2 separate regions of the Zea mays genome follow, and region 2 is linked to region 1. The links are chromatin contacts, called in public Hi-C maps. All regions are on one chromosome and are shown on one strand. Each heading gives the region's core, a stretch centred on a gene start, on an enhancer-like site or on the middle of the called end of the contact. The rest is flanking DNA. Distances are from core to core; before and after follow the strand shown.

Region 1 (3,966 bases), core at 682-3,181:
CAACCATCGATAATCTGTCTTTCCATGACTGGCAGTCAGTGGATGTTCAGTAGATTTAAGTGGCACAGTTGTATTACGTGTGTATCTATCAGAATAAAGGGGTGATTCTTTTGTGAAATATTGAAATGTGTTAATAATAAGCAATCCCAACAGCATTTAAGCTTCTGCAGGGACTGGTGTGGTTTGCTATAATAATTTTATAAATCTGAATTCGTATGTTTGATTGTTCAAATGTGGTTTGCTTTGTGATTTTATAATGATTCTGCTGCAATAATGTACTCCCTCCATTACAAAATATAATTCGTTTTAGACTAATTTTATATTCATTAAGTAACATATGAATGCAGTTTGCATGTATGTCTATATTTAGTATCATTTGAATGAATGTGGATAGAAAAAATGGGTTAAAAAACTATATTTCGGGACGGAGGGGAGTACATGATATTTGTTTGACTGTCTAATATTGTCTAAATTCAAATGTTCTGAATAATCCAGTTCTAAGGATCATGCTTTTTGTGGTGTGAGGAAAGGAGTTCTACACTTGGTCATATGTTCAAAGTGCTATGCGAACTTGCAATTAGAATTATGGAGAAGTTCTGTAGGCTCATTCCTATTTGTTACTTTTAACCATTTCATTCAGGTATATGCCAGAGATTCATCATGTCATATCTGGCCGCGCTATTGAGGTGTTTAAAATGTAAATTAATGATCTGTATCACTAACTGGACCTTCTCACGTTAGTGACTCAGATTTATAATTACATCAACTCATGACATTGCTGTACGCGAACTTGCAATTAGAATTATGGAGAAGTTCTGTAGGTTCATTCCTGTTTGTTATTTTTAACCATTTTATTCAGGTATATGCCAGAGATTCATGATGTCATATCTGGCTGCGCTATTGAGGTGTTTAAAATGTAAATTAATGATCTGTATCACTAACTGGACCTTCTCACAAAGGTGACTATAGTCGAGCAGAGTGGAGGCCGCAAAATTGACTAAGAATATGCCAAGAACAAGAAACATAAAAACATAAATATTAGTGACACCAAAGATAAACAAGACTTCAAACCATGTGACGATAGCGGATAGGATAGGATCAATAAGAGGCTCACTATCAGTGGCACTAAGATAAATATTAAGCTCCATGGGAGTCTCAAAGGTATGGTGGTTAGTAAGAGAAGCATAATCATGAAGCCTCTGAATGTACTTTTTGAGATAGATAGAAGCCTTCAGGCGTGGAGGAGACCTCGATCCCAAGAAAATAACGAAGAGAACCAAGATTAGACATAAAAAATTGGACACTCAGATGTGCCCTTCACAAAGTCAATATACTAAGGATTATCACCAGACAACAATGATCACAAAAGACCACGATAGATTAAAGTGGATAGGTGGGAGCCATAAAAATGACCAAATTTGTCACTGATAATTATTGGGATAATATTAAATAGGAGTAAACTCATATTTTTCACATAAAAGTTAATATAATGTAGTGAACTAAATTTACATACAGTGTTAAATATAGAAGATTTATATTTTAAAGGTCAAGAAATGAACCAAGAACTTTACTAGTGTCAAATAAGGAATTGTCTCTTTGTATTAGTATAGTGTATAGAAAAACTATGAACGAAACCGAATATATGATTTTGAAAAGAAAAGTCAATGCAAAAGGAAAAGGAAAGAAGGAATCCATTTCAATGGGAAAAGGGGAAATGTTTTTTCCTTTTTGAGAAGGAGAAAGCTACTTACAAGATCCAAGCAAATCGTAAAGACCAATTCTAGCTCATAAAATAGCTCATAAAATAACTGCAGTTTCTGCTAAGCCCAGCCCAGCGCTCCCAAACCAAGCCCAGCCCATTTTCAGCGCCTCCAGGCTCCGGCCAACTCGCAGCCAGTCTCCACAGCGCAACGAACCTCGAGTCCTCGACAAGCACCCAAATCGACGAATTCTTCCCCCCTCTCCGATCTCGACGCGCACCGATGCGGGCGATGTCGTCGGCGGTTAATGGTATGCTGCGGGCACGGCTGCGCGGGGCAGCGCGCGTTCGCGGCGGCGGCGGCGAGGGGGCCGGGCGGTGGACGACCCCAGGTCACGAGGAGCGCCCCAAGGGGTACCTCTTCAACCGGCCGCCGCCGCCTCCGGGGGAATCTCGCAAGTGGGAGGATTGGGAGCTGCCCTGCTACGTGACCTCCTTCCTCACCGTCGTCATCCTCGGCGTCGGCCTCAACGCGAAGCCCGACCTTACAATCGAGACGTGGGCGCACCAGAAGGCGCTCGAGCGCCTCCAGCAGCAGGAGCTCGCCGCTGCCGACACCCAGGCCGAGTGATCCGCGCGTCTCAGGTCCTCTCGAACTCTCGGCTGCCTCTGATTTGGTTCCAATAAGATGGCCACAATGTGCGGTCCTGAATGTTCTGGACTTCTGGTATTGATGGAACACGAGCTGAACACTATGCTGCTGTTTTTTCTGTTCTGTTTTGAAATTTGCCCGGTGATGATGGCGAATGTCCTGAATATTCTGAATATTTTGAAATGTTTGACTGTTGTATTATCATCTTATCCTTCCGTTGTACTACCGCATGAGCACAATTTAGGATTTTACTTGTTTATCACTTCCGCAGATAGCTCTGTCGTGAAATGTTTCTTACATTGTTTGAGAGCCTCAGGTATTTTCCACATTTCTCAGTAGGCATATTGCATAGATAAATCAGGAGCACTGCTATGTGTCTGACACATGTATGAGTATGACCAGGCCTAATCAGCCAATCAGAAAGCTCGTTTTCATCCATTTGGGATAGGCGGCACACATGTTTCTATAGGTGCACACACACACACCACAGGCACAGGTCGGATGTCCATGGCCATACACAGCCAATCTAATAAATTAGTTTTAAAATGATAGATGGTAATGCATATTGTGGCAGTGTAAGTTATATGGATAGGAGATTGATGGCAGGGCGTATACCCCAAGCGGCGCACAAGAGCCATAGTCACACACAAGGAGTAGACGAACGAGAAAGAGGCGTTAAAGATGGCCCTTGGGCCAAGCAAGATAATTGTCTTTCATACCTTAAAATAGTTACATTGCCGATATATTTATAGTCCTTAGAGGACTTCGCCATCGAACAAACTAGAGAAGGAATCCTTATAGATTTGGACTCTCCTTTTCTAACAAACCAATTCTATTTTCTAAACCAACTCTTTGCTAAACTGGGCTCATGAGCTATGGTACCACACTATAGTATCCACCCTTATTTGAACATCGATTCCATGCTTCCACCCTTATCCAATTTGTCCATACCCACATTGCCCTTACGGCCTTACCCAATCAGGAGTTAGACAAATTTAACAGGAAATGGGTGGGAAAGATGACACAACAAGAACAAGCCATGTTAACCATGAGATTTGAATTTTCTGATAAAAGAATTAGAGACAAAGGCACAAAGCAGCAAGAAATGACTGATTAGTAACATATTACAATACTATGGCATAGAAAGAACCAAGGCACTAATTAAGGATCGGAAGGATCACATCCTGGTTCTATTTTTGTTCATAGTCTTATTTCAACTTGCCTATCTTCATACATGTGGCATGTGTTGATGTTTAGAAATCTTCAGTGGAAGAAGATCAAAAGCTACTGCATAAATTGTACATACACATTTCATGGGAACCAATTGAGAATTTTTGAAAGGCCAACTGTAATCGACCGAATTGTAGATACATGTCATTAGAAGAACCAATTGCTGTGTGTGTGGGGGGGGGGGGGATCCCAGATTTTGGTCATTAGTAGATAAAATATTTCTATTTCGTTTTTTAACTTAACTGATGATGTTCACGAATGCCATATTGCCTAACATTTTAAAAATGTTTTGCATCCATCCACTTCATCCTTTGGTTGTAATTGTACTACATGGAAACAGTTAGGAACTTAGGATTATCTTCTGTCTATTCTACTGATAACTCTG
Region 2 (3,592 bases), core at 434-2,933, 270 kb before region 1:
CCTAGGGATATGAAATGTTATGCTTTCCTCTTGGGATGTAGTCAAGTGGCAGAGAATCATAATTATAACTCAAGGTGGAGCTTGTCTAGTACATGGCACGTGGGGTCAGTTTCTCTAGGTAGTCGGTCAAACCTACATTATGAGACTAGGGTGAATCTCATAATGAACAACCAAAATGGCTTTGGATGACATATGGAAGGCTCCAAACATAGATGTTTGATCCATGGTGTAAAAAAGAATAAAGAAAATAATAGATAAAAAGATAACAAATGACTCAATTATATGTTAAGAGAACTACCATTCCCTGGTAATGATACAAGAAAGATTGTTGACACCTAAAGTGGCCAAAGGGCAAATCATGAGCATATGGTTGTCAATGTAGCCTTCACTAAGAGTATTTTAGGTATCGATTTCCATGGGAAATATGAAGTGAACTAACAAAGGATCAAGTTTGCTCTGTGATGATACAAGGAGTTTAGTATAAAGGGTATATAAGATCTTTATAGCTATGATACTTGACAAGATAAGGTAAATATAACATCATTTACCATAGCTCTTGCTCACGAGGGCAATAAATGAGACAACGATAGATATAACCCCTTCCCGAAGTGGCTACCCTTTTATGGGCCCTACCATTTTAATGACCTGCCTCATAACAAGTGGTGGAGTAAAAATCTAGATAGGGTTGTCACCATCTACTAGCTATCACATACAATCAGTGCAACATGGAGTATACACAGGTAAGGTATAATCTAGACGCCGCATCTACACTATATCTCATTACTCCAACTTTGGCCCACTAAGTTCCCTTAGCGAAGCTAGAGAACTTGGGTAAAGCGGCGTACCAATGAATGCACGCAAGTTATATATCTACTAAACTAGAATCATATATCAAATACTATAAAAGAATATAAGGTATATTACTTACAGGAAGAGCACATCTTCCAAGGTACACCTTGGAGAAGATTCTTAACAGACTTGAGTGTTTCTCCAGAAGACTTCCCTCACTCTCTCTCCCCTTTTGCATACTACTACTAATAGAACTTAGAAGCTAAGAGAGAGTAGTTTATCCTTTGTAAGCATGAATTAGAGTGAAGGGGGTAGGAGTATTTATAGCTATTCTAGGTGGGCCCATGGATCCATGTGATGTTCCTTCGTTGCCATAGGATCAAACCAACAATAAATTAAAGGTTGAGATCAAGTCAGATTGTGTTTTTCATGCATGCAGGGCATGCTAGAGGTGCCGATGTAATACACTAAACCTAAACCCTTTTCTTAAAATGATTTGGTATAATTAAGGTTTTTAGGTGTGCGTACAAGCCTGGAAAATATACTAGTTTTTTTATAATTTTTTTAAAAAACCAACCATAAGGCTAGGAACATGTTTATGCATATATGCTGGTGAATTTATACTTTTTGTATTGTGTGTTTGTGTTCCAATCAAAACAAAAGACAATCGGTTTAAAAATCTCTTTTTAAAATGGTTTTTAAAATGGGAAAGCAAAAAAAGGAAAAAGAGAAACTTCCCACTTCTCTCTATCTGGCTCGAAGGCCAGGTTCCCTTGGCCCTCCCCACTCTCTCTCTCTCTCTTTTCGGCCTACTAGCTTTCCTTCCCAACCGCTGGCCCATCAGATTCCAAGGCCTAGCACGACTTTCCCTCTCCGCCTCTCTTGACCTTCTTCATTCATCAGGCCCAGTGGGCATGGGCTAGCCTAGTAGGAGCGCTGGCCCGCGTGGGCGACTTCTCTCCCTCGCAGCGATTGATCATCGACTAGCCTTGTCTCCTCTGCCTTGCTCTGCTGATTGCCGATACGTCGCTTCTTGCGTGACCACCAGTCCACCACGGCATGGTAGTGGTACCGCTTCCGCCTGCCGGCACGGCGCGGCACCACCGCCCCGACAGATACTTCCATCTGATGCTGTGGCGTGTGTGCGATCTATACGATGCCGGCGCCCGTGTGCCGTACGCCATAGGCCATACGGGTGCTACGGCGCAGTTGTCCCTGTCAGCCGCGGCTCCGGCTCCCCGCTCGCGCTCGCGCAACAGCGTCACCTCTCACTGTGTGGCCAGCGGTGTGCAGGAGCTGGGCGAGCACTCTGCAGCGAGAGGTCAGGCGCAGGTCACGCTGCTCGGCAAGTTTTCCCTGCTTGTGCAAGAAGCCAAGAACGCCTTGCTGAGCTTGTGTTCGTACTCCTTGCTGCGAAATCCACACGTTCGTTCCAAACATGTTTTGTTACCACCGCTAGGCTTTGTTCCATCTTCCATGTGGTCCAAAGCCACCAGGTTTCAGCAATTCTGCTACGGCAGAGGTTCAGCACTTGGCTTCATGGATTCTTGTATCCAGAGTCATGCTCCTGCAATACGGATGAGATGCTCTTTTTCTTTTCTTTTCTTTTCTTTTTCTTGCTTAGCCGTTGGAGTTGCTACTGCAGCCAGCAACAGTGCAACACCGATTATGATTAGTTGAAGCAAGGTCGGATGAGCAGGTTAACGTAACCTAACCCAACCTGGGCGTGGACAGAAAGGACTACGAGTTCACATGCATCGATCTGTTGATCTGCATGCTCGATTAATTTAATCGGCCTTCTAATACCACACCTTGTGATCCCTGTCCTGAACAACAGCCCGGACAAAACCTACATTCTACGCCATCTAGGACTACATGCATGCCCCTGCTGTGATCTGTAAAATTAAAGATTAGCGAAAGCGTCACACGCCCGCCGTCACCCCTCTAAAATCTAAGTACATCCTCTGAAACGAAGAATTCAAACACACTTCCTGGCCGAGTGTAGTGGGCACTGTAATTTTAGTACAAATCTGCATCATCCTGGAACGACAGACATCCTTCCAGGCAGGCATATGAAGGGTCTGAACATTCTGCAGCCACGCATGGCTCTGCCTGCTCTCCCAGCTGTTATTTTGTTCCTTGCTTTTGCGCCTGTCTACCCATAAGATAATATTTTTTTCACTTTAATCAGATCATGCCAAATAGGAGAGACAGAGGGGGTGTGAGAAACATCATGAATATTCTTCTTTTGCAGGTATTTTTTCCTAATAATATCCTGCCAAACTCCCTTCTCATTTTTCAGCTTCCACCACCATTTACTCATCAAACTTATGTTTAAGTGCTTTAGATTTTTTATACCGAGGTCACCTTTTATCCTTATCAGCACAAACTCTATTCCTTTTACAAGATGGTACTTTTTCTTGTGCTCCCCTTTCTCCTTGCCACAAAAAATTCTCCTCGATAGATTGTCACACATCCTATGTTGCCGGACAAGGCACAATGTCACACATCTTATGCTGTCGGACCATACACAGGAGAATGGGAAGCAGCCTCATCGCGAGCGTCGTGCCAACGTTTGTACCAGAAGGCCAGAGTGGTGTAAGTGTGTCGCTGGCTGTGGGACCTAGTGTTGTGTGTGGCTGTGATATAGGGTCTAGCTTGTCAGGGTGGCGTGATGGTATAAATAAGAGTCTGTGTCTTGTGAAAGGGGATTATCGAACAAATGAACAAATCTCTGAAACTCTGAACTACCTCCGTTCTACTGCCTCTCTTCGTCTTTGTTGTGTACCTCTCTTCCTCCTGC

Evidence for each region. Hi-C and Micro-C count contacts between places; a contact is called where the count stands out from the background.
Region 2: a contact with region 1 is called in a Hi-C map of tassel, with 1.9 times the contacts expected there. The contact joins the enhancer-like site here to the promoter of LOC100276139 in region 1. A contact is called at or near these places in 3 of 25 Hi-C or Micro-C datasets (ear, endosperm and tassel).

Annotation. Positions count from the first base shown.
Region 1 is chr7:138,176,857-138,180,822 of Zm-B73-REFERENCE-NAM-5.0, reverse strand. LOC100276139 reads left to right here and starts at 1,931. Exons shown (of 1, transcript NM_001149999.1): 1 at 1,931-2,552. The coding sequence starts at 1,983. The coding sequence ends at 2,330. LOC100282589 (polygalacturonase) reads left to right here. Exons shown (of 3, transcript NM_001155497.2): 3 at 1-277. The coding sequence ends at 53.
Region 2 is chr7:138,445,707-138,449,298 of Zm-B73-REFERENCE-NAM-5.0, reverse strand. No RefSeq gene overlaps it. Among protein-coding and RNA genes, the nearest start is that of LOC100279200, 24 kb to the right of the region's middle. Within about 2 kb of position 1,683, at least 19 of the 20 cell types and tissues checked have an H3K27ac peak or open chromatin away from gene starts, as enhancers often do. A contact at or near this core is called in ear, endosperm and tassel, where this site is marked.